7 separate regions of the Mus musculus genome follow, and all the other regions are linked to region 1. A link is a contact called in public ChIA-PET, HiChIP or PLAC-seq, Micro-C and promoter capture Hi-C data. All regions are on one chromosome and are shown on one strand. Each heading gives the region's core, a stretch centred on a gene start, on an enhancer-like site or on the middle of the called end of the contact. The rest is flanking DNA. Distances are from core to core; before and after follow the strand shown. Region 1 holds the start of Spag9 (sperm associated antigen 9). Region 2 holds the start of Luc7l3 (LUC7-like 3 (S. cerevisiae)). Region 3 overlaps Gm38956 (a long non-coding RNA gene). Region 4 overlaps Luc7l3 (LUC7-like 3 (S. cerevisiae)). Region 5 holds the start of Cacna1g (calcium channel, voltage-dependent, T type, alpha 1G subunit). Region 6 holds the start of Abcc3 (ATP-binding cassette, sub-family C (CFTR/MRP), member 3). Region 7 holds the start of Epn3 (epsin 3).

Region 1 (3,028 bases), core at 448-2,947:
GCCACTATAATCATGACTTTAAAAAAAAAAAAAAAGAATCATTTACCTGAATGCAGAGGCACAAATAACAAAATAAACTGCCTATTTAATGCTAGGAACTGAGCTGCCAAACAAATGTCACATTCTTCTACCGCGTCATGTAGTTTTGAAAAACAACACGTGGTTCCTTCGATAATTAGTCTCCTTCAATCACCATGTATTTAGCTAGGTACAGTAGATGTCTGGCACAAAAACAAGGAGAGCATTTTGACTGCCGAAGAAAGGTTCTTCAGAAACAATGCCAGGGCGCTCAGCCTGCAGGCTAAAATCCTGAACTCGCTCAAAAAGCTAGAGGATCATTTACAGCCCAGGATCCAAAAAGGCTCACACACTCAGGTGACGAGTACAAAGGTCACCGCTCAGGTGTTCGAGCAAAGAGCCAGCCAAGTGCACTTAGAAACTGCAGGATGCAAAGCAAACGCAGACAGGACAAGTGTTGTAACACTCACCCACACCTTCTCAACCCCGCCCCCCAGTCTTTATAAATAGAGGAGGCTGTCAGGGAACTGTCCAAGGTTACCACCTGACACGAAGGAGGAACATTCCTCTGTGAGGAACATTAATAAAGTAAATGAATGTACTGTATGTACTTACTGGACTCTGCTAGTCGACTTCTAAGTGGTTGACTAAGTGTTAAAATTAAATGGAAAAAAAAAAAAAGGGTACATAGGTAGACTTCCTTCTCAAGAGGATCTAAATGTCAAGAAGAAACTGACCGAAAGAGGGAGATCTCTAACTTCCCAAAGCAGCAGCAGCCCCCCCTGGAAAGGTACCGAAGCCAGCGGAACTGACACGGGCAGGACAGCACTGCCCCTCCCCATGCTAAAAGTTTGAACCCGCACCCGACTATCCTACGGTGGTCGGAAACTTCCCTAAACAAGAAGCAACCAGACACCCTCAAGTCTCCGCCCTCGGGCAGTCCCAGGTGCCCTCAGATGCCAGAGTGTCGCTTCCTCCCCCGGCCTTCCTCCCACTTCACCCCTCTCCTGGACACTCGCTGGCCTGCCTAGGCTTCCAGCACCGGCCAGTGTCCCGGGGTCCCGAGACGCTGCGGAGCACTGTCCCGGGCCCTGGATTCGGGCCTGCCCTTCAGGAGTCCACCCTGGCGCGTTGGTGCGCCTGGCGCGCCCAGCGTCCCCAGCCCGGCTGCGACCCCCGCCCCCGCCGGCCCTCACCTCCTCGGCGTGCTTGCGCAGCGCCTTCTCCCGCTCGTACTGGGTGATGAGCTGCTCGTTGTCGTCCCGCAGCAGCTCCAGCTCCACCTGGTGCTCCTGGTCCTGCGCGAACACCGAGTCCAGGTTCTCCAGCACGGCCACCACCAGTGGCATCAGCTCCTTGACCACCTCCTCATCGTAGCGCCCGATGAGCCGCTCGAACTCGCGGTAGATGGAGCCGGCCAGGCCGGACACCCGCTCTGACATCACGGCCCCGGAGCCTCCGGGCTCCTCCTGGTATACCACACCGTCCTCCAGCTCCATGGTGGCGGGCGGGCGGGCGGCCCCGGGCGTCGCCGGCTGAGGGGTGGCACGGGCCCGCACGGGACGGGCCCGGCGGAGGCTGGGGCTGGGGCTGGGCCCCGCGGGGTGGGGGCCGGAGCCCTGGCCAAGGAGGGGAGGGGTGGGGTGAGCGCACTCGCCCCAACCGCCGCTGCACCAACTGCCGGGGCGGCCCGGCCGCGCGCGCTACGCGTCACCCGTGGGGCGGGGCCAGCGCCGCGTCGCCCCGGTGGGCGGGGCCCCGCGGGAGGCCAGGCGCGGACGAGGGGCGGGGCCTGGCGGCGGCGTGCGCCGGCTGTGACGCCAACACCCGGCGCCGCGCGCGCGCGGACCGAGAGGTGAGAGGTGGAGGAAGTGACAGCCGGAGGCTGCGTTGGCTGGGCGTTCCCAGAGGAAAGGGAGGGGCTCTGAAGACTGACAACTTTCCCCAGGAGGCTGCAAGCGTTTTCTTCGCCTTTTTACGGCTCATCCCGCGCCTTCTTGGTGCGCCAGACGTGTGGACCCTGCTTAACAGACAAAGAAACTAGGGCCAGGGAAGTTGCGGGTTAGTCAAGGTCATACCGCTAGAACAGGAAAGAGGCAGAGGCGAGACTCTCTCTACTTCCTACTGAGAATTCTGGACTCAAAGGAAAACAGTGGATGAGGGAAAAAGCTGTAACTAGAATGACTGCCTAGAGGATCAGGTTGCCTCGAGTACGATAGTACACTTTGATGTTAAGGAAGAGTAAGGATAGCCTTAACCAGAAGAGCGAAGCGTCTGGAGAAGGGAAAATGAGTACCACTTTTTGCATTTTGCCAAACACTGGGTCCCTCTGCTCCCTGCCTATGAGAAAGACAGTTCTAGGCTGCAGCCACTACCACCGGTCCCTCTCTGATCTTGAGAGGGAGGTGGGGCTGGGAAGTGAGAGAAGAAGCAGAGGAGGCTATGGGGTGGAGTCAGTGGTGGAATAAGTCCCATGATACATGAAGTCACCTATCTTGGGAGTGCGTCACTCGTGGGGAATGCCACAACACCCTAGCCTTGGGCAGGCTGAGTCAGAGATTACTTCCGTGTATTCTCATCTTCCAGTCTCAAGTTTGGCGGAAGACACTCGCAAAAGCCTCTTCCCTTTGCCATAGCTGACTCAGATACACCGACTCCGACTCATCTAAATATATGGGAAGAACAGAGAGGATTTAAATAGACAAGTTATTAGGGAGAAGACTGGCTACCTCCCGGAGTCCTAAATACCCTGTTTGGTGTTTAGAAGTTTCAGATCATCCCCAAAGTCTCCCACACTTCCATCTCCCTGGAAACCACCAAAAGCTCTGTGGAGGTTGACCCAGTGCAAAAGGACAAAGATGAAAACTGTCAAAACAATTTCCCGAACCCCTGCGCCACTACCCTTAGTTTGTGCTCTCCCTGTCTCCCTTCCTCACCCTTACTTTGTGTATATGTCTGGATTCTAGGAATGCTGCCCAGCTAGTTGAGTATGAGCTCAAAATGCCCTATC
Region 2 (3,486 bases), core at 661-3,160, 330 kb before region 1:
AACTTTGGGCCTCCAATTTTTAATTTTAACTTTTTAAATATAATTTACTTTATGTGCATTGGTGTTTTGCCTGCTTGTCTGTCTGTCTGGGGGCAGGGGGTGTCTGACCCTGGAGTTAGGCAGCTGTGAGTTGCCATGTGGGTGTTAGGAATTGAACCTGGGTCCTCTGCAAGAGCAGCCAATGCCAACAACTGCTGTGGCATCTCTCCAGCCCTTAATTTTTTAAAAATTACATTCTATTTTATGTGCCAGTGTCTGTGTGTGTGGATCAGCCCGTGGAGGTCAGAGGACAGTTTTCGGGAGTTGGTTCTCTCCTTTCTCTGTGAGTCCGGGGGATGAAACTCTTGTCACATTCATCCAGCTTGTCCACAGATGTCTCTCAGCTTAGTCATCTCACTAGCCCCTGGGTTTTATTTTTTTTAAAAATTGTTTTAGACAGGAACTCACACAGCAACCCATGCTGGTCTGGAACAATAATCCTTCTGGCCAAGCCTCCCAAACAAGGGGATTATAGGCCCGGTCTGCTATTCCTAGCTGAATATGAATCTTGTTTTTGAGACAATGTCTCACTATGTAGCCCTGGCTGGCCTCGATCAACTTGCCTCTGGATTGCTAGGGATTAAAAGTTTGCAAGGCCGAATTAATACTTTTAAAGAAATTCCAGGGAGTTCACCACTCAGCATGAAGAACAGAGTTTAACCTCCAGCACATACATGTAAAACAGTGGTTTATAGCTGCAGTACTAAGGAAGCAGAAATAAAAGGATTCGTAGGGCTTTCAGGCTGACAGAGAGCTCACGTCCCAGTGAGACATTCTTTTTGAAAAAGGGTTTCTCTGTATAACAGCCATGGCTTTATACAGAAACTTGTTTTGTAGACCAGGCTGGCCTCAAACTTAGATATTCACCTGCCTTTGCCTCCCAAGTGTTAGCACTTAAGAGGCAGAAGCAGGTGAACCTCTTTAATTCATAAAATCCACCTGACTCTGCCTTCCCAGTGCCTTCCTAGATAAAAGGTATACGGTGACAGCAAGCCCAGCTAAGTTTTCCTAATCTTTTGAAAGTTTAGATTGAGGAGCAATGGTGGCACGTCCTAGCACTCATAAGGCTGAGACACGGGAATCTCTGTGAGTTCGAGGCCAGCCTGGTGAGTTCCAGAACAGCTAAAGTTACAGAGAAACCCTATCCCGAAAAACAAAACCAAAAACCAAACAAAGGTGGATAGTTCCTGAGTAATGGACTCCAGAGGGTAACCTCTGGTCTCCTCTATGATTCCCTGAACACACAGTAACACATTTGATACAAAGTGAAGGAAGATAAATTCCTGGATTGGAGGTATTACAACATAATTCCTCCACCGCATATAGTCTATTCCTTGATTTTCCTCCCTAAAAATCGAGGAAGTCCGGACAAAACCGGGTAGAAGAGTTGAGGATTTAACTCGCTGGTAGAGCGTTAAGCGTTAAGGTTCCCGGTTCAATCCCCAGCATCGAACTGGGTGGGTGTGGGAAGGGTGGAGGGTGCAGACATAAATAAGGACAGGTAGAGGAGGAAGAAACTACAGCGACAGGAAAATGGAGTCTGAGCACGATCGCAGCTCGCTCTTCTTGTTTCCCTCCCTGGAAGATGGTCCCCCGCACACCACGTGGACAAAGGGACATTTTCTCCGTTTCAGGGCAGTGGCAAAGGACCCAGAGCTAGATTGCTCTTTCTCCAAGTAAAAAAGAGGCCGACACCGGCAGCCGTTAGAGCGTCCACCGCTCCGTTGGGTGGAAGGCACGGCGGGGGCGGAGTCAGTGCCTGGCGGGGCTTTGCCCCGGGCCCGGGCCGGAGGTCCCGCCCCCTCGCCGGAGAAGCCGCGCTGCCCGCCCTCGCAGCCCGGGCCTAGGCGTGTCTCCACGGGCGCACGGCATGCTGGGAAGGTGCCCGGGCGGCGGCCATTTTGTCTTCTCGGCTCCTCTCTGGAAGAGGCTTTTCGAGCTTGAGAGTGGGCCGAGGGGGCTTGGTTCGGCGGCCGGGCGGCTGGTGGGGTTTTTTATCGGGTGGGTGCTAGGGCTGGCGTGAGCAGCCGCCCGGAGGAAGCACCATGATTTCTGCCGCGCAGTTGCTGGATGAGTTAATGGGCCGGGACCGAAACCTCGCCCCGGATGAGAAGCGCAGCAACGTGCGCTGGGACCACGAGAGCGTAAGTCCCGTGGGCCTCGGGCCTGTGCCCCGGGGACTGGGGGAGGGGGAGCTGAAGGGACCCGAGGGCGGGCCGAGGCTGGCCCGAGCGGGGTGCGGCGCGATTTGGGGGGACCTGGCCGCGCCGACTGAAGCACCTGACGGCGGAGGGAGGCGGGCGTGCGGCCCAGGACGGAGGGAGGATTCCGCGCCAATCCGGGGGATAGCGGCGTTTGTTGTTGTGTGGAGGAAGTCCGGGATGGCGCTTGGCTGGGCAGAAGAAGAAGCACCTTGGTGAGGCCGAGAAACGCGGGAAAAGGAAGAAGGAAGGGCTCGCTTGATTCCACCAGAGCTCCGGGGTTTTACCGTATGAATAAGAAAGCAGGCTTCCGTTATTTGGGTGCAGTCTGTCTGTCTGTCTGTCTGTCTATCTATCTATCTATCTATCTATCTAGAGTGTGTGAGTGTGTGTGTGTGTGTGTGTGTGTGTGTGTGTGTGAGAGAGTCGGGAGTCATATAGATAGATAGCCTGACTCCCGACCAGTATTCGTGGGGAAGGACATCGTAGCAGTGCATTGCTTAGGAGTGCTGCCATTTGGACACTTCTGTGAGAAGGTAGACAGTTGAAAGACGGAACGAGGTACAGTTTTATCATGAACAGTTTTTTGCTAATGCGGTTTGATGGCCGTTTGACGCGTGCTTGATGGCCGTAGTAGACCCTCAGCTAGGCAGTTGTGAAGGTTTTTGTTTTCACATAAACTCATTCGGTCCTTTTACTCTCTTAGAAAGGTTAACTATAACTCCTGGGTCGCAGGTGAGGCTAAAGCCTCTCTCTCTCTCTCTCTCTCTCTCTCTCTCTCTCTCTCTCTCTCGGTCTCTTGGTGATCGGGAAAGCTAAATCTAATTTTTGTAGCACTGTTGAGGTTGCACTGTTCTTCGTGCATATACTGTACTGTATTTCAAGTACTTTTTATCTAGTTTTGTACGTGGAGCACACTGTCTTAGATCTGAACTGGAGAGTGGGTACACTTGATTTTACCTTGCAGTTATAATCAAACAGCAGTTTTAAATCACTTGATAAAATATGAGAAAATGGCTCAACAAAAGCTTTGTTTTGTTTCTGTTTTTGAGGCAGTGTTTTACTCTGTAAGCAGGTGGTTCTCGAACTTGAAATCCTCACTCCGCTTCCAGAGTGCTGGGATTACATCGTTGCCACGATTGGCTAACAGGCTTTTTAGGAAAGTAAATTATGTATTTTTTTAAATCTATTTATTTATTATATGTAAGCACACTGTAGCTGTCTTTAGACACACCAGAAAAGGGCA
Region 3 (3,164 bases), core at 281-2,780, 280 kb before region 1:
TTTTTGGTACTCTGGTACAGGCTGACTCATCTTCTCCAGGACCGCAGGGTTTGTTTGTGCTCCTGGTAACTTGAAGGGTGGAGACAGGGCTCTTGGATGTGGTTTCTAAGAGGTGAGGTGGGGTAGAAGGTAGACAAAGACGAGCTACTGGTTGTACACAGCAGAAAACCAGGCTGGCTAATTCTGCCCAGTGAGAATTTTCTGGAAGGGTGACTGAGCAGTCCACAGAATCACCAGGTAAACTAAGAAGACCCATCTCTTAAATTGTCCAGGAACCCATAAGACTGCAGTAGAACCACAGGAAAGGACTCTAGAGGACCGTCCTGCTGCCCCCAGGGTCAAGTTGCCCCTGGATGCTGTTGCTGGGGACATGATGAATGGCATCTCTGATGGCCCTGGCTTCTCAGGGGGCCCAGGTTCAGTGCCCACGAACTCTGTAGGGATGTTGTGAGGGATCTTTGGCCTGTAGGGGGTTCCCATTCTGGATTAGCCCCACCTCCACCATGGTGTGTAGCTGCTAAGCAACCAAAACCAACAAACACCAACCTCTGTAATTTCCCTGAATTTGCCATTGCCAAGAGGCAGTCTCCAACCTGCCTCCCGTAGGCAGCTGGCTACTCAGAGTACCGCTTGCAGATGTGGGTCAGAGACCTCACGAAGCTCGGTGAAGCCGCCCAGACAAGTTGAGTGCTTCTAGAGAATTCCTACGCCAGCCTTCTCTCCATGGCTAGGGCCATTGAACTCTGTCTCAGGCATGGTTTAAATCTTTATGTAGATTACATTGGGTCTTATATCTGTTTTGTTTTGTTTGTTTGTTTATATGTGTGTACGTGTGCGCGTGCACACAAATGCCAATGCTGACACACATGTACAGCCCAGAGGAATACACCAGTGGCTTGTTTGATTGCTCTCTTCTTATTTCTGGGAATCTACCTGTCCCCACCATTAGAGCACAGCCATGCCCAGCCGGGGGGCCTGGGGATCCAGGCTCAGGTCCTTGTACTCTCATCTCTCTGGCCCCTGAGAATTAATTTTAAAGTTTGACAGCAATGACTAGGATTAGACAGGTAAGCTGTAACAGGAAATAAGAAGTATTGAATGTCTTGGGAGAGAAAGGGGGAATGCGATTGAAGGACCTGAATGGGGAGCTATGTGACCGGCGGGTAGAATCCTCTGAGTGACTCAGAACTCCTGTCCCTGACTCAGCCCACCTTAGGAGCAATGACCTCACACTGCAATCTGTGTCCTCTTCCTGTCCCACTTCACTGATCTCCCCATTTCCTCGGCCCCTCAGTTAGTGTGTCCTTGGGGCTCAAGGCAATATGAAGTCTCATGCTACACTGCTCAGTCTTGCCTACACAGCCTAGCTCCCAGGTCTCCTGGATCTGGAGCCTGCAGACTCAACTTGGCTACCTTTCCCTGGGCCACAGTCATGCTGGTCCTTGCCCCCACCCCCAACCCCCACCCCACACACACCTGCCGGTGAGGCCTGTGCACTGGCTGGTCCACACTGTGAATGGACTTCTGCATCCCCGCTGCAGGCATGCCCAGGCATGTTCTTGCGGTGAGGCAGAGAGCTGATAAGGCCTCAGCTTATCTCCCTGAACTCTGTGAATGTTTCCCTGGCCAAAGAAAACCCATGGCTGAGGCCAGAGTCCATATTGGGAGACAGCAGAAATTGGTGGTATACTCTGAGACAGGGGGATTGGAGAACGTGAGACCTGCCATGAAGGCCCGTGCTCCGAGTCCTTTGTGCCCAGTAGATCTGCCTCTGCCAGTGTCTCTGTCTGTTGGATGCCCTCTCATTTTTGCCCTGTTAAGCGTGTATGCCAGGCTTGCCTTGTGCCAGGCCCAGTTCTAGTCCCTGGAGTATGCCAGCACACAGTAGGATTTGTGCGTGCAGCACTTACAATTTAGAGATAATGACACCTCATAAACAGGAAAACCAACACTGGGCAGGGCTACCAAAAAAAATGATCCGAAGAAGGTGCTGTTCCTTCTTCGATGAGGTAGGCAGGAAAGGGCTTGCTGGCGTGTTTGAACTGAGAGCTCATGAAAAAGAGGGAGCCAAGCCCACCGGTGGGAAAGAAAGTTCCAGGTCAGGACAGTGCAAAGAACCAAAGTCTTGGAACAGTAGCCTGTGTATGCGAAACACATGGCTACATGGCTAGACCAGAGTCAATGAGAGATAGACAGTGTGCATGTTCGCATGCATATTGTAGCATCTGGTGAGGACTCTGGACTCTATTCCACGTGTAAGAATAGTTGTCTGAAGCAGTCGATAGGGCAGGGAGAAGCAACCTGAGTTTGTCAGGAGGTTCCTGTCTGCACAAGAAAAATGGGTCAGGGAGGGGAGAAGGAGAGCAGGGGCCCAGTTAGGAAATGTTGCCACCTCGGAGGTAAAGCTGGTAATAGTGGTGGCCCAGGAGGTAGCCACGCTCAGGAGTCACTTTGACTCTGTGACCCTGGTGTTTGCCAGTGCTGGGGAGGACAGGAGACAGGAAGGGGATGGGACTGATACTTTGAACCTGAACGCGTGGGCAAACAGAGTTGCCACCTGTAGACCTGGTAGGCACTGTTTGAGATCCACCAGTTCTGCCGAGAGGAAGGTACGTCTAGGCCCTAGACACAGAGCCTGGTTTGTGAGCGATCACGGGGCCTGTCGTAGTGATTGGGGGAAAAGGAAGCACAATGCCATCATCTGCCTCACAGGGTCATCTATGTCACTGTGCTCATTCACTCATTCAGTAAGACTTGAGCGAGCTCCAGACGTAATAAGCCAGACACTTGCGCGGGTTCCCTGGGAAGAAGAGAACCCTAACGAGACAGTGTTGCAGGCTGGAAACAGTGTTGCCTTGCTTTCTTGAGACAGTGCCTGGAAACAAAGTAGCTGCATTTTTCTACGTTGTTTCTTGACTTTTTGGTCAGGAGACAGATAACCAGGAAGCTAATGTATGTAAAAGGGGCTACTGTAAGGCCAGTGTGGTGCTATATACCAATCAACCCATTACAGGAAATAGAGGCAGAGAGATCAAGAGTTCAAGATCAGCCTGAACTGTGTAGTAAGACAATACCTTGTCTTAAATAAATATAGAAAAAAATACATCTTATATGAAGGTGGGTGAGTGAAAAGAAGATTGGGCCGAAACAAAGACAGTCTCAAA
Region 4 (3,010 bases), core at 87-2,586, 310 kb before region 1:
TCGCTATCTTCAGACACACCAGAAGAGAGCATCAGATCCCATTACAGATGGTTGTGAGCCACCATGTGTTTGCTGGGAATTGAACTCAGGACCTCTGGAAGAGCAGTCAGTGCTCTTAACCGCTGAGCCATCTCTCCAGCCCTCTTAATTACATTTTATTTAGTTTACTATATAAAAATGGGTAGAGTACCTTCTACTTCTATTTTGTGAAATAGTTTGTGCAGAACTGGAATTAGATCTTCTTTGAAGGTCTGATAGAACTCTGCACTAAACCCATCTGGTCCTGGGCTTTTTTTGGTTGGGAGACTATTAATAACTGCTTCTATTTCTTTAGGTGATATGGGACTGTTACTATATGCCTGAGTGTACCAGTGCCATGGTATATTTATGGGGCTAAGAGGACAGCTTCTAAGTGTTGGTTCTCTTCTATTGTGTGAGATCAAACTCAGGTTGTCAGGCTTGGCAGTGAGTATCTTTACTGACTGAACTGTCTCACTGGACCTGACTCCTGTTTTATAGATATGATTTGTCCTGGATTCCAGAGCATAGATAGATGCAAAGTGGTGGTATAGCCATGGCTTAAACCTGTGTTTAAAGCTTGTGTTTTTACCCGGACCTATTAATGCAGGCCTATAAAACCAGCTATTTGAGAAACTGAGACAGTAAGATCTACGTTCAAGGCCAGTCTGTGCACTTAACGGGGAGTTTTATCACAAAACAAGGGGCTGGAAAATACAGCTCAGTGCTAAAGCACTTTGCTAACTTGTGTTCAATATATAGTACCACCAAAATAAACAGCCAGCTGATTATTAACCAACTGCAATACAGTATATAGTGCCTTTCCCTTTGATAGGATAACATCTAAAAATATACTTCATGTAAGTTTAGGCTTTGAGACGGGGTGATAGGGAATATATATATATGGCTTGTAATGTTTAAAAGTTTATTTGTTTTCACTTTATCAGGTATGAGAAGAGTTCTCGCTTTATGAAAGTTGGCTATGAGAGAGATTTTTTGCGATACTTACAGAGTTTACTTGCCGAGGTAGAGCGCAGAATTAGACGAGGTCATGCTCGTTTGGCATTATCTCAAAATCAGCAGTCTTCTGGGGTGAGTATGAAATGGACTTAGAGTTTGTAAAGAACTCTGTTCTCTGTAGATGTGGCTGTCTCATATCATTTTAAACTCGACTTCCATTCATTACTCTGTCCTTTAGAATACATAAGGTTTGAGGAGCACCTTCCTTCTGTTGTTTGAGGGTTAGGGAAGCGTCTCCCCCCTTCCGCGTGCATGTTTGGTCTGATGGTGCTGCTGGAGGTCATGGGCTTTGTATATGCTAGCACGTGCTCCACCACTAAACCACACGTTCGTTCTCCAGCCTCTGCTCCATGCTAGGAAGACCAGGGCGGGTGGTCATCCTAGTAACTAGCTCCAACCCAGTGACTTACTTCACCTCCACCATGAGAATAGGATAAGCAAAGGGGCCAAGACTGTGTAAGGAGATTGCTTTTCTGAGGAGAGCATGGGTAGAAGAGACTCCTTTCTGTGACCTTTGAAGGCAAGCAAGGAGCTAGCTAGCCAGCAGAATCAAACGGAAGCCGCTCGGGTTGGGCTGCAGTAAAGCATAAAGACAGAAAAGGAGAGGAGGTTATTTCCCCAGACAGCTGTGACAAAGCTAGAGTGCAGGTGTAAAGATCTTAAGTATATTTCTCAAAGGCTCACTCTGGCTTTAGGGTGGAGAATGGTCTGAGGTGTGTACAATGAAAGCAGCAAGTTATCTGGGGGTTGTATGATTATGGTGGGCTGGGTGAAGGTGGTTGAAAAAAACAACAGCTTGCTGGGGTGAGGATTTGGGTGAACAGAGAGAGGAGAAATTCAATCTTCCTGCATGGTTCTTGGTTTGAGCATCCAGGTGACTAATAGAATTTAATGTAGATTGGAACTGGAGGATATTCTCTGTTCAAGTTTCTATCTTAGAAATGTCAGATTTGAAATGCCTTAAATACCTAAGTAGAGACATTAGTAGGATGTGAGATGTAAGATGCGAGCTTGCAGTTGAAAGTCAAGCATGAAACCAAAATCTTCCCACTGTATTACTTTCTGAAAATTACTAACCTTGGCCTAGTGCCTTGGTTTTGTCTCTGTTAAATGGAAATAATAAAGTAGCTATCAGTCAAGTCAAGTTTTGTGATCAGTGGTAACACACATGGGTAAATGCCCAGCAGGTGTTAGCTGTTTGAGCCTGGAGCTCATGGAGGGGCTCAGACATAAACGTACAGGTCTTGGATCTTCTTGTGTAGATGGTGTGTGGCTGACACAGGTTAGCTTCTACCCCCCAACCCCCATTTTGGCCATAAAAACCAACTATTGGGCTTCTTTGTAGTTCTTAAACAATCTTCATTAATAAATGGTTTTGCTAGGAAGTTTTCTTACTCTTTTTTTTTTTTTTTTTTTTTTTTTTTTTTTTTGAGATGGGTCTTGCTATATAACCCTGCCTAGCCTGGAACTCAGCAATACTCTTGCTTCAGCTTCCTAAGTAGTAGCATGGCAGGCATTTGCTGCCATGCCCAGTTGAAGATTTTTCTCTTCAAATGTCAGTAACTGTATGTAATTGACCAAAGATAATTGGATTAGTATCAGGTGATTAAGCACTATTATTTTTCTGCCAAGATGGGGTCTCCTGGCTGGGCATGGTGGCGCACACCTTTAATCCCAGTACTCGGAAGGCAGAGGCAGGCGGATTTCTGAGTTCGAGACCAGCCTGCTTTACAGAGTGAGTTCTAGGACAGCCAGGGCTACACAGAGAAACCCTGTCTCAAAAAAAACAAAAAACAAAAACAAACAAAAAAAAGGTTGGGGTCTCCTGTAGTGAAGACTGGCCTTAAAGCTGTGTAGTTGAGGGTGATCTTGAAATCTTATTTTGTTTTTTTTCCAGACAGGGTTTCTTTTTGTAGCCCTGGAACTCACTTTGTAGACCAGACTGGCCTTGAACTCCGAGATCCACCTGCTT
Region 5 (3,443 bases), core at 257-2,756, 480 kb before region 1:
TCGTTTCCATCGTAAAGATCCTACGCAGATTGTAAAGATGTTTTCCCTGCATCTAACATAAACGCTTCCCCCCTCCCCCACTCCCCATCACGTTCAGAATTCCGGTGGTGCTTGTTTCTCTGGTACCCACAGCCCTTTGGAGGCTGTGAGAGAGATAGAATCGACTGAGCCCCTGAACATAGGGAGATGAAGCTGGGCAAAAGCCCGGGTCTCCATTTGCGTGTACATGCCTGTGAAGCACAGCGCCAGCACCTCTCCCAGTCCAGTGGTGGAGAAAAGTAACTCCAGGAAGCATTCATCTCTCAGACACTTCTCTTAAGCTATACTGGAATCAAGGGGAGAAACTGAGGCAGGAAGTAGAATTTTGCAGGATGAAGTTGTTAAAGCTCAGCTCTAGGTATCATTCCTTACAACATGCGAGGCCCACAATGGCCTTAGCAGGCTGTTCCCACTTCGGGGCTGCAGGTGATCCAGGCTCTACAGTCTTGGTGCCACGCCTGGAAGCTATGCTTTTCCAGCAGGAAGCCCCTGAAAGGAGTCTCCAACCTTCAGAGAGCACTAGAAGCAGGAGATGACGCTCAGAGCATCAGTGAGAAGACCTGCGGGTTGGGGTTAGGCCAGGGTCAACATCTTAGAAGTGGACCGGGGTTCTGGACCAGCAAAGAGGCTGGTGGGAAACATTTCCAGACCACGCCTACTTCTACCTTTCTAGCTACGCCTATTTTTCCCAAACAGACCCCTTCCAGCCTGAAACACCAGACTCTTCTTCCTTCTCCCCAGTCTGACCCCCAGGTTCAAGCAGAGGATGGGTTATTAACCAGGTGAAGAGTCAGATTTAGCTGTGGGATCCCGGTAACACCCCTAACTCCTGTGATTCCTGTCTCCCTTCTTTTTCAGTTCTGCTTAGACCTAAGTTCTGACTTCTGGCTGCTGTCCAATTTCGGGGTCCTGGACAAAAGATGTCAGAGGCTCGTAGGGCTACCCTAGGACCAGATGCCAAATACTTTGATTTCTCGAGGCTCCCTCCCAGGGGAGTCCCAAAGACCCAAGAGGCCAATAGAAAAGTGGGTTCGGTCTGGACAGTCGTCTGATTGGCCCCAGCCTTCGGGAGCGAACCCGGGGGCAAGAGGAGGGTAGAAAGGCGGTCGTGGTTTTGGGGTGGGAACCGGATTCCAGCTGTGGCTCTCCCCCTGTACCCCCTCCCGCACTGGCACGGCGGCTGACCAATGGAAGGGCGGTTCTGGACCGGTGACGCACGGCGATTGGCTGTGAGATTGGCTGGGGAAAGGCGGGGCCGAGGCTTGAAGTTGGAGTGAGGGATCCAGCTGTGGTGTGCGCCGGGCTCCTCGCCGCCGCTTTCTCTCGTTCTCTCCCTCCGCGTCTCGGCCGGAGGAGGAGGCAGTGGCGCCGGCGACAGCTACGGCAACGGCAGCCACGGCGGCGGCAGCGACATCTCCGCCTCCACCCCCGCCCGGGACGGCCCCCCACGGTCTCCCCGCCCCTCCCGGTCCTCTAGCCCGCCGCGGGGCGGAGGAAGGAGCCAGCCCCCACCCCCTCCAAACCCACCCCCAAAGAGATCCCTCCTCCCCTCCCCCTCCCCCCGCCGTCTCTGGCGTGGAGCCGGGACGATGCTGACCCCTTAGATCCTGCTCCAGCTGCGCCGAGGGAAGAGGGGGCGCCCCTCCCCGGACCCCCGCCCTTCACCGGGTGGCCCCTTTTTTCCTCCTCCTCTCGGGGGCTGCTTCACCGAAGGTAGCGCCCATTCGGGCAACCGGAGCCTGGGCGCGAAGGGAAGAAGCCGGAACAAAGTGAGGGGAAGCCGGCCGGCTAGTCGGGGAGCCCCCGGGAACCCAGGGGAAGCGGGACTCTCGCCAGGCGGGGCTTCCCTGGGACCCGGCGCCCCGCGGGCAGCATGCCCCTGAGGGCAGGGGGAGCTGAGCTGAACTGGCCCTCCTGGGGGCTCAGCAAGCTCTCTAGAGCCCCCCACATGCTCCCCCACCGGGGTCCCCCGGTTGTGTGAGGACACCTCCTCGGAGGGGCTCCGATCGCCCCTCTTCGGACCCCCGGGACCCCAGCTGGCCAGAGGATGGATGAGGAAGAGGATGGAGCGGGCGCCGAGGAGTCGGGACAGCCCCGGAGCTTCACGCAGCTCAACGACCTGTCTGGGGCCGGGGGCCGGCAGGGGCCGGGGTCGACGGAAAAGGACCCGGGCAGCGCGGACTCCGAGGCGGAGGGGCTGCCCTACCCGGCGCTGGCCCCGGTGGTTTTCTTCTACTTGAGCCAGGACAGCCGCCCGCGGAGCTGGTGTCTCCGCACGGTCTGTAACCCATATCCTTCGGGGCACAGCGATGGGCCGGACTAGGGGGGTCCACAGGAGGGCGGGCCGTGTTGCCAGAGGGGACCGTAAGCCAGGTGAGTTGGAGAAGTGAGCCTGGACTGTGAACAGTTGAGTGGGGGACTGTTAAGGAGGGGAGGGGGCGTCCGAGTAGAAGCGGAGACTGGTGGGTACCCCAGACGAGCCCCACCTCCGAATACACACACCTCAGCCTTCCTTGGGCGGGGGTGAGGGGTGGAGGGTTGAAATCCAAGCTAGGAAAAGAGAGGAGAGGTGACCCTCTGGTAAGCATCTGGATGCTCTACAGATGTGGGCAGAGGAGGGTCGTCATCCTCCAGATGTGGGCAGCTTCAGGAGCCTGGGCTTTCTACTCCGCCAGCCCGCCAGCCGCGGGTTAGCGAGCTGGGTTTGGTTTTCGAGTTTGGGGGCAGGGGTGGAGAGGAAGCTGCGGGGACGGAGGAGGGGAGACCGCAATCTCCTGGGGTTTCCTTATGCCCCCGCCCCAAAGTTTGCGGCGGATTCTAGGGTCCAGTCCCCCGATCTAGTAGTCCTGAAGGCTGAGGTTTTTACTGACCTAGCGGGAAACGGGGGGTGGGGGCAGGTCCTGTCCCCCCAACACCCTCCCAATCCGCGGGTTGGAGGCACAACAAGGAGATTTCGGCGGCGGCTGATGTCAGGGGTGCAGAATGAGAACAAGATGTGGTGAAGGGGGAGCTGTCTGCCCCCAGAGCTGGACTGGAGCCCCTTTCAGAGAGAGCCCAATGCGGCCAGCGCCCTCCCCACCTCAATTCTTTATCTGATGTTGAGTGCTAAGGTTGGGTTGGGGAGTTTTGTGCTTGGTTTTTTGTTTTTTGTTTTTCTAAGGGGGGGGGGGAGACTGACAAAAGCGCCGGCAAGTGGGGGATGGGATTAAGCTCGGCCACACTACGCCTCCCCTTTCACAAATCAGAGTGTTCCGGCTGATGGCAGACCAGGTATGGGAAACCGCAGTCGTCTGAAAGTATTGGGGGGACCAGAGACTGCCAGTGTGTTCATTAAGGAGGACTGAGGTCCAGCTCCTTAAGCCTACTCTGTGGATGGGTTTTAGGAACGCATGCCCAACATTCCA
Region 6 (3,521 bases), core at 791-3,290, 400 kb before region 1:
CAGATTCCTGCTCTCAAATTGGAGGCCTAACAAAAGAACTTCACGCTGACCTTGAGCTGGAAGGTCTCAGGGAATGAGAAGGGTTAACTGGGGTTGGGGGAGGCTCATCTTCCTAAAGGATTCCAGAGGAAGGTCCCTTAGTCTCCTCAAGCTCAGAATCACACTGGTGGGTTTTATCCATGGCCCGACTCCAAGAGAAAGCCCAGTAGTAAAATGCCATGGAGGGGTGCTGGGAAAGTCATGTTCAAGGTTAGCGGAAGGCTCAGAGATTGGTTCAGATGCTTTGATCTTAGATGCCTAGACTACAGGGTAGGAAAGGGGCTTCCGTGGTCCTTTGCTAACTCACTTTGTCCATGAAACTGGTCCCAGAGACATGAGGAGCCTGTCACGGTTACATAGGGTACTATAGATACTACCTGAGGCATGGAGGGGAGGTAGGCATGACTGCTGGCTGCTTTGAGGACCTTCCAGAGTCTTCACACAGAAGTGTAACCAAGGGCACGCTGACAAGTTACGGAAGCTCCACGAAGTCTTCTGTACAGAGGTTGGAGGAAGACAGGATGGGAGAGAAAGGGGCAGAGGGAGGAGAGAAATCGAACAGGTGACTAACTGTCCCACCCCCACTCTACTAGCTTCTCCCTAATCTGGCTTCCAGTACTTCGTGCCTGCCCAGAGGGGTAACGGATGGTCTACACTGTCCTACCGGGTCCCTCCAACGCCTTCAGGAGGCTAAAAATACCCTGTCCTGACTGGGAAACAAATGCCAACCACACACACACACACACACACACACACACACACACACCAAGAGCTTGCAGATAGAGACAGGGGTAAATTAGACCAAGAGGATTTCTGCTCACTCCAGAGAGGTGTGGGTGAGTTGGGATCGTATCAGGGAAGAGAGAGAAGGAGGGGAACCCAGCGTAGCCAAGCTGGGAAGGCCATTTTACAGACTGACAATGTGGAGGCTCAGCGTTAAGACACGGGTGCACGCCTTTAATCCCAGCCCTTGGGAGGCACAGGCAAGCAGGTCTCTGAGGTCGAGGCCAGCTTGGTCTACAGAGTGAGTTCAAGGGTAGCCAAGGCTATTCAGAGAAACTCTGTCTTAAACAAACAAAAAAACATAACAGTGAGCCGGGTGTGGTGGCACTCGCCTTTAATCCCAGCACTTGGGAGGCAGAGGCAGGTGGATTTCTGAGCTCGAGGCCAGCCTGGTCTACAAAGTGATTTCCAGGGCAGCCAGGGCTACACAGAGAAACCCTGTGGTTTCTCGAAAAGCCAAAAAAAAAAAAAAAAAAAAAAAAAAAAAAAAAAAAGCCATGACAGCAACAACAAAGGGTCAAGGTGTTAGTGAGGGATTTTCCTGAGGCCTCACTAGAATTAACCTAGGTTGGGTATTACATGTAGTCCATGCGGGTTATAGTTTGTTTTGTTTTGTTTTGTTTTTTCTGTTGAATCCTCAGAAAACTCAGTGTGAAGGATTCTATTATGGTGATCCATACTTCACCAGTGCAAAAGTGGGGAAGAGAAGTGCCCTGGGCAAGACACGGGAGCCACAGAACCTGAGAAGGCAGCAACTTAAGGGGACCACAGGGAAGTCATACACCCATCTATTTGGTACTAGGACCAACTTCATGCCCCACTCCCCTGCTGTACACATGTGCATAGACACATCACATAAATGTGCTGGTCTCAGTTCTCTGGTAACGTATGAAGAAAGAGACTAGGCTCACGAGCACTTCACATACTATAGACAATGATCTCCTATTTATATATAAAGCCAGAAATGACCCTACCTTTAGAAAGGACTTCTTTTACAGTGAGACTCATTCTCACGTCCATCAGCTTCGGGGTCTATAAGCTCAGGGACTAGTACAGTCAATTAATTACCCATCCTTACTCTACTGTCCCTTTCTTACATTATCCTTTAGGTACCAGCACTTTTACCAAGGCTGTGTTGCAATCGCTGGGGACAGGGAGAACTTGACCCAGAGGGCCTGAGGGCGGGGCGGGGAGGAGTGCCTATGGAGCAGGGAGTCAGAGGCGGTTCCGGGGCAGATCTGCTGGGGCTGAGCTGAACTGAGATTCCAAGTCCTGCGGTGCACCAGAGCCACATGGACCGCCTGTGCGGCTCCGGAGAGCTGGGCTCCAAGTTCTGGGTAAGAAGCGTCTCTTGGTATCCGTGCTACGGAGGAAGTAGGTGTCAACCGTGGGATGTCTGGTCTCTCGCCCCAACACAGCCTTCCGGAGGACGCACCTCCGGAGTGCGGAGTGCGGGAGCAGCAGCTGATGCCCTGGAAAGGCGGATGTGCATAGTCAGACCTGGGAGGGTCTAAGCTCCAAAGGGGGAAGAATGGGCGCAGAAGGATGTATAGCCACGGCTGTGCCTTGACCTACCGCGGGGAGAAGCTAGGCAGAAAGGAGGCTCCTGGAATCTGTAGTTGCAGGGCGCCAAGAATAGGGAAGCTCAGGCGCTTGCCTGTTGGTGTAAGTCTCTCTGTCTGGTGGATCCCAGGGACTTTTTGCGTTTTGCATAGAAGAACACTTTGTATTTTGCCTGCATCCCTAATGAATGAATCCACCCGACCCCACCTCCACTGGACCCGACCCAGTAACTGTGCCTTGGTTGTTCATCCAATCTTCCTTGCCTATACCCTAGGGCATCCAGAGCCCTGATCCGTCAGGACTTGGTACAGCTAGACCTTCCAGGCCCTGTTTTGGGAGGCTACTGTTTCTGTGAGCAAGATCCACCTGCAGGTCTGTGAGGAGACCCTATCTACACCCAGGACATATGAGAGAGAGAGAGGAGAGAGGAGAGAGAGAGAGAGGAGAGAGAGAGGAGAGGAGAGGAGAGGAGAGGAGAGGAGAGGAGAGGAGAGGAGAGGAGAGGAGAGGAGAGGAGAGGAGAGGAGAGGAGAGGAGAGGAGAGGAGAGGAGAGGGAGAACTGAGGTGTCCAAGCCCAAACCTTTCCATTGATAGATAAGGGAAATGGGGGTCTAGAGAGGTAAGGAATTGTGCCAAAACACCAATTCCACGAAACCAGATAAAAATAAAGTAAGTTAAAGCAGGTCTTTTGTACTGGGGTTATAGCTCAGGGGCGTGGCGCTTGCCTGATATGCAGGAGACTGGGCTCAAAACACAGTACCGTGAGGGTATGGTATGTGCGCACGCGCACAAGCTCAGTGCAGAAAGGTAACTTTCTGTGTCTCTCCTCAAATCCTTGTATCAGTCATCTTAAGCGTCTGAAGTGTGTGCAGCCTCAGCACTTGTTCCTCCACCAGGCAAAGCAACTGGGGACACAATCTCAGCCTCACAGGCAGAGTGTGACACGGGGCTACTTTCTCATTACCCAGGGGTTGCCCGCCCTTGTCTGGTTTCAAATCTAGAATCCGAATCCCAGTCTGTGTTTCTTCCATGACGAGTATTTGTGTATATGCATCCGGTGTGTGCAGATGTGCGTGTGCAGGGATGCGGGTGAGCTGTTTTGCACAAACGTGTGCTGTGTGTCTGTGTGTGAACA
Region 7 (3,239 bases), core at 245-2,744, 500 kb before region 1:
GCTCAGCTCTACAAAGAATGTTGAAGAGTCTTTACGTTTTTGCAGCTGATTCTTGGACCCAAGCTTCCTCCTGGGAAGATGGTTTGAAAAAAGTCAATAAAGAATCTTTAGGTTCCTACCATTTCCATTTCCATCGTGCCTCTGGGGATGCTGGATCTCAACGGCATCAGGCGAAGGTCTAGGACCTCCTGTATCCCACCTGCTCACATGTGCAGTTCTCAGAGCCACACACACCAGAGAGGTGATGATTAAGGGATAAGCAGAAGAGTTAGTGGGTGGTGGCAGGGCAAGGAATGAAGTCAGGTGACAGGACAAGATGGCCTTTCATAGCAGTTCCCTGCCTCAGGCCTAGACTTTCAGGGCCGTGCTTCCTGAAGCCAACTCAAGTGAGGGACTAGGGAGAGAAGCAGAGATGGCGAGACCTGACTGTCTGAAGGCTTCTACTTCAGCACCCTCCTCATCCTTCAAGATGGCAAAGATGGCACCTGTCAAGCTCTTTAAACCCGGCAGGAACTGGAGCTGAGCTCACACCCACCCCAGATCTGAAGAAACACAAAGGCATAACTCTTTGCTGTACTCCAAGAAACTCTCACAAGTACAGTTTTCCTCTTCCCATTCATTCCCTTTGGGGATCCTTGTCCTAAGCCAGAAGTTAATACTTGAGGCTCTGGTCTGCTAGATCCCTTCCTCCAGTCAACTCATCTGGCCCTGGAACCATTTTTCTGCTATGGGACACTGAAGCAGCAAGGTTGTGGGTTCAAAATCAACCTGAGCTGCATGATGACTCTGAGGCCAGCCTGCGCAATGTCGGGGTGGGGAAGGGAAGGAGGGACCACAACGTTTCAAAACAACAAAAACAGCTTGAAGAATTCCTACTCCTTCCTGGAACAAAGGAATGTGGGACTGTGTAGTAGGTGAAGGGTAACAGCTGGGAAAGCACGCACTGCCTGCTCAGATCATCCCGGGGTTTCTGTTGAAACGACTGTAAACAACTGGTTAGGCTGGGGGTCTCTGGGAGCAGTGGAGGAGTGAGGGAAGCCAGTAGCCAGGGACGCTAGAATTCATACTGAGCTCCCATATGTAAGCATGTAAGCTATGGAACGAGCTTCAGGGCAGGTAGGATCCTCCCGGGAGTTGGAAAGGCAGAGTCCTCAGGCCCCTTGGAGAGGCTGGGGAAGCCAGCTGGGAGTAGGTAAAGACCAGCCCCAGGGAATGTTCTGTCTTCTGCTTTAATGTCGTCCGGCTAGGAGGGTTAAGGCTTGGGATAGGTATTGGAGTGGCCTCCATTCCCACCCTCACCTACTTCTAGCAGAGGAGGTAGGGGAAAGGTTAACTCACTTGAAGGGTAGGAGTGGATGAACTCCAGCTCTGTAAACCTCTGGGGTCACCGGCTGACAAACAGGCCAGCCTCCTCCCCTGAAGGCACCGCCCGGCAGACAGCAGGAAGGGGTTAAACACGCCCGCCCGCCCGTCATCCTGTGTCCTGTTACTGCTGAGGCAGACCTGCCTGGCCAGCTGAACAACTTTCCTCCCGAGAGTGCTGGCCGGCAGGAGTCGAGGAGGCAGCCGCGAGAGTCTGAGCGGCCACCCGCTGGGGGGACCCTGCGGTCCTTCCGAGAGAGAGCTCTGTGCCTTTCGGTCCAAGGTAGAGCTCCCGCGACCAGGGTTTATGGTGGATGGCTCTGGGGCTGCTCCTGAAGCTGTGCCATCCCCATACAAGTCAGAGGGTCACTGCAGAGGCTGCGGGGGCTGGGGCGAGGGAGCCCACTCTGGAGGTAAGCTCCCTCCCGCGCCGCGGTGGCGCCCTGCATGAAGGCGGGGTTGGGGGGTGGGGGTGGGGGCTAGAGTGGGCTCAGGACTTAGTCTCTTTCCCAACCTCTAGAGAGTAAGGCAAGGGCTGTGGAGTACCGGGAGGCTTCTAACCTGCAACTTCTCTACCTTCCTGTTACCCCCAGAAAAGGGGCGCAGGGCCATCTGGAGATTCCTGATAGCGTTTCTCCCAGATCCTGGCACATCTCTGTATTTACACCTTTAACCTCAGAATGACCCTTTAGTCCACTGCTCCCTGGGACACAGCCAACTCAGGTCTGATGAAGCCACACAACCTAGGGCTAGGGAATATCCAGTCCCCCATTCCCTGAGCAGCAGGAAGGACACTGCCACTCCCCCATTGCTTACTCTGGAGCTGATGGGGACAGAAGATGGGGAGGGGTGCTGGCTGATGGGGTGCACACAGACTTTGTCAAATTCCCGTGCATGTGATTGGTTCTTTCCATCTCTCTGAACCTCCACCCTGGGGATGCCATCTGCTTCTTCAGTGCTGACTTTTAGGAATCTCTCCATCCCCCACTCTGGCACCCTTCTGGATTTGTGTCCTGAGAGATCCCACTGCTCCGAATCTCTTTGGGAACCTGTGTGTAGGTGGGAGTCTACACTCTAGCCCCCCCCGCCCCCCCCCCACTTCCTGACTAGCCTGTGCACTCCGCTGGAGTACCCTCCTGCCTTCTTTCCATTTCTGAAGCAGCCTCCCCAGGTCCTGGCTTCTCAATGTCCTTCCCTCCACCTGGCAGGGTCTGGCTCAAGGTCACTGCAGTAATTCCATACCGGCTGCCCAGGGCTGCCGTTGCCGCTGCCGCAGCTGGGTTTGTGTTTCACTCCCTTTTATTCCCGGGCATATTGTGTTCGATAAAACCTTCTGCTTGTAACACCGCTGGCAGGGCTCCCAGCCGCGCCCGCCTCCCGCCTTCCTTCCCTCTCAACTTCAGCTTCAGGCATGCTCTGGGACCTCACCCTGGCTTTCTTCCTCCTTACTGTGTCCCTACTGGGTGAAACACCATCAGAGTCTATGACAGGCTAGGGTGGAGGAGGCTCAGGCATCTTCTTGTGCCTCTGATCCCTTCCTTTCCCCCCAAGTCCAGCAAAGGTGTGTCCACAATGTCCACCTTGCTCCTAGGAGAAAAATCCAGGAAGGGCCATGGAGCCTACACAAAAGGTCCCTTTTCCATGGAGGCTGGCTGTATTCACCCTGGCAAAGTAGGAAGGCCTAGGAAGCCAGGCCCAGGTAGGGCTCTGGTGGAGTCAGGATGTCTGATCTGACTGGTTCTGCCAATTCCAGCGGCCAGCAGGGAGGAGCATGTACACCAACCAGGGCGGGCTTCGTGCACAATTATTCCCCGTCTTGACTCTGCTGCTGCCAGCCCGCCCTCCCACTGGGGAGGTGAGCACAGGCCTGAGTCATT

The links. Hi-C and Micro-C count contacts between places; a contact is called where the count stands out from the background. ChIA-PET counts read pairs in DNA pulled down with a chosen protein or histone mark. HiChIP or PLAC-seq counts read pairs in DNA pulled down with a chosen protein or histone mark. Capture Hi-C pulls out chosen DNA fragments and counts their contacts.
Region 2: a contact with region 1 is called in an H3K27ac HiChIP or PLAC-seq map of extraembryonic endoderm stem cells. The contact joins the promoter of Luc7l3 here to the promoter of Spag9 in region 1. A contact is called at or near these places in 6 of 39 promoter capture datasets (cranial neural crest, erythroid cells, frontonasal cranial neural crest and 3 more), 7 of 484 Hi-C or Micro-C datasets (CD4 T cells, embryonic stem cells, muscle stem cells and 2 more), 14 of 115 datasets of contacts at active chromatin or transcription factors (astrocytes, double positive thymocytes, effector CD8 T cells and 10 more) and 4 of 9 other capture datasets (adipose tissue, embryonic stem cells, liver and 1 more).
Region 3: a contact with region 1 is called in an RNA polymerase II ChIA-PET map of memory CD8 T cells, with 46 read pairs. The contact joins the enhancer-like site here to the promoter of Spag9 in region 1. A contact is called at or near these places in 1 of 39 promoter capture datasets (embryonic stem cells), 1 of 484 Hi-C or Micro-C datasets (olfactory sensory neurons), 11 of 115 datasets of contacts at active chromatin or transcription factors (bone marrow-derived dendritic cells, effector CD8 T cells, embryonic midbrain and 7 more) and 2 of 9 other capture datasets (liver and pancreatic islet).
Region 4: an H3K27ac HiChIP or PLAC-seq map of thymic regulatory T cells shows a contact between it and region 1, with 2.8 times the contacts expected there. The contact joins the enhancer-like site here to the promoter of Spag9 in region 1. A contact is called at or near these places in 8 of 115 datasets of contacts at active chromatin or transcription factors (astrocytes, embryonic forebrain, embryonic limb bud and 5 more) and 4 of 9 other capture datasets (adipose tissue, embryonic stem cells, liver and 1 more).
Region 5: a Micro-C map of embryonic stem cells shows a contact between it and region 1, with 1.7 times the contacts expected there. The contact joins the promoter of Cacna1g here to the promoter of Spag9 in region 1. A contact is called at or near these places in 1 of 39 promoter capture datasets (embryonic stem cells), 1 of 484 Hi-C or Micro-C datasets (embryonic stem cells) and 1 of 9 other capture datasets (embryonic stem cells).
Region 6: a contact with region 1 is called in a promoter capture Hi-C map of liver. The contact joins the promoter of Abcc3 here to the promoter of Spag9 in region 1. A contact is called at or near these places in 2 of 484 Hi-C or Micro-C datasets (CD8 T cells and cerebellum), 1 of 115 datasets of contacts at active chromatin or transcription factors (pancreatic cancer cells) and 1 of 9 other capture datasets (liver).
Region 7: a FOXA1 HiChIP or PLAC-seq map of pancreatic cancer cells shows a contact between it and region 1. The contact joins the promoter of Epn3 here to the promoter of Spag9 in region 1. A contact is called at or near these places in 4 of 39 promoter capture datasets (embryonic stem cells, hippocampal neurons and stem cell-derived epiblast-like cells) and 1 of 115 datasets of contacts at active chromatin or transcription factors (pancreatic cancer cells).

Annotation. Positions count from the first base shown.
Region 1 is chr11:93,994,760-93,997,787 of GRCm38.p6, reverse strand. It overlaps Spag9 (sperm associated antigen 9), which reads right to left and starts at 1,697. Exons shown (of 29, transcript NM_027569.3): 1 at 1,215-1,697. The coding sequence starts at 1,517.
Region 2 is chr11:94,320,387-94,323,872 of GRCm38.p6, reverse strand. It overlaps Luc7l3 (LUC7-like 3 (S. cerevisiae)), which reads left to right and starts at 1,910. Exons shown (of 10, transcript NM_001361574.1): 1 at 1,910-2,183. The coding sequence starts at 2,085.
Region 3 is chr11:94,272,792-94,275,955 of GRCm38.p6, reverse strand. All of the region lies in intron 2 of Gm38956 (a long non-coding RNA gene), which reads left to right. Among named protein-coding and RNA genes, the nearest start is that of Gm38953, 3.0 kb to the right of the region's middle. Within about 2 kb of position 1,530, at least 60 of the 459 cell types and tissues checked have an H3K27ac peak or open chromatin away from gene starts, as enhancers often do. A contact at or near this core is called in extraembryonic endoderm stem cells, fetal liver, liver and 2 more, where this site is marked.
Region 4 is chr11:94,301,942-94,304,951 of GRCm38.p6, reverse strand. It overlaps Luc7l3 (LUC7-like 3 (S. cerevisiae)), which reads left to right. Exons shown (of 10, transcript NM_001361574.1): 4 at 966-1,110. Among named protein-coding and RNA genes, the nearest start is that of Luc7l3, 19 kb to the left of the region's middle. Within about 2 kb of position 1,336, at least 5 of the 459 cell types and tissues checked have an H3K27ac peak or open chromatin away from gene starts, as enhancers often do. A contact at or near this core is called in thymic regulatory T cells, where this site is marked.
Region 5 is chr11:94,472,261-94,475,703 of GRCm38.p6, reverse strand. Cacna1g (calcium channel, voltage-dependent, T type, alpha 1G subunit) reads left to right here and starts at 1,506. Exons shown (of 35, transcript NM_001177888.1): 1 at 1,506-2,328. The coding sequence starts at 2,087.
Region 6 is chr11:94,391,509-94,395,029 of GRCm38.p6, reverse strand. It overlaps Abcc3 (ATP-binding cassette, sub-family C (CFTR/MRP), member 3), which reads left to right and starts at 2,040. Exons shown (of 31, transcript NM_001363187.1): 1 at 2,040-2,159. The coding sequence starts at 2,115.
Region 7 is chr11:94,498,229-94,501,467 of GRCm38.p6, reverse strand. Epn3 (epsin 3) reads left to right here and starts at 1,494. Exons shown (of 10, transcript NM_027984.3): 1 at 1,494-1,775. It overlaps Gm51873 (a long non-coding RNA gene), which reads right to left and starts at 2,428. Exons shown (of 2, transcript XR_003949592.1): 1 at 1,339-2,428; 2 at 1-70. Mycbpap (MYCBP associated protein) reads left to right here. Exons shown (of 19, transcript NM_170671.2): 19 at 1-121. The coding sequence ends at 49.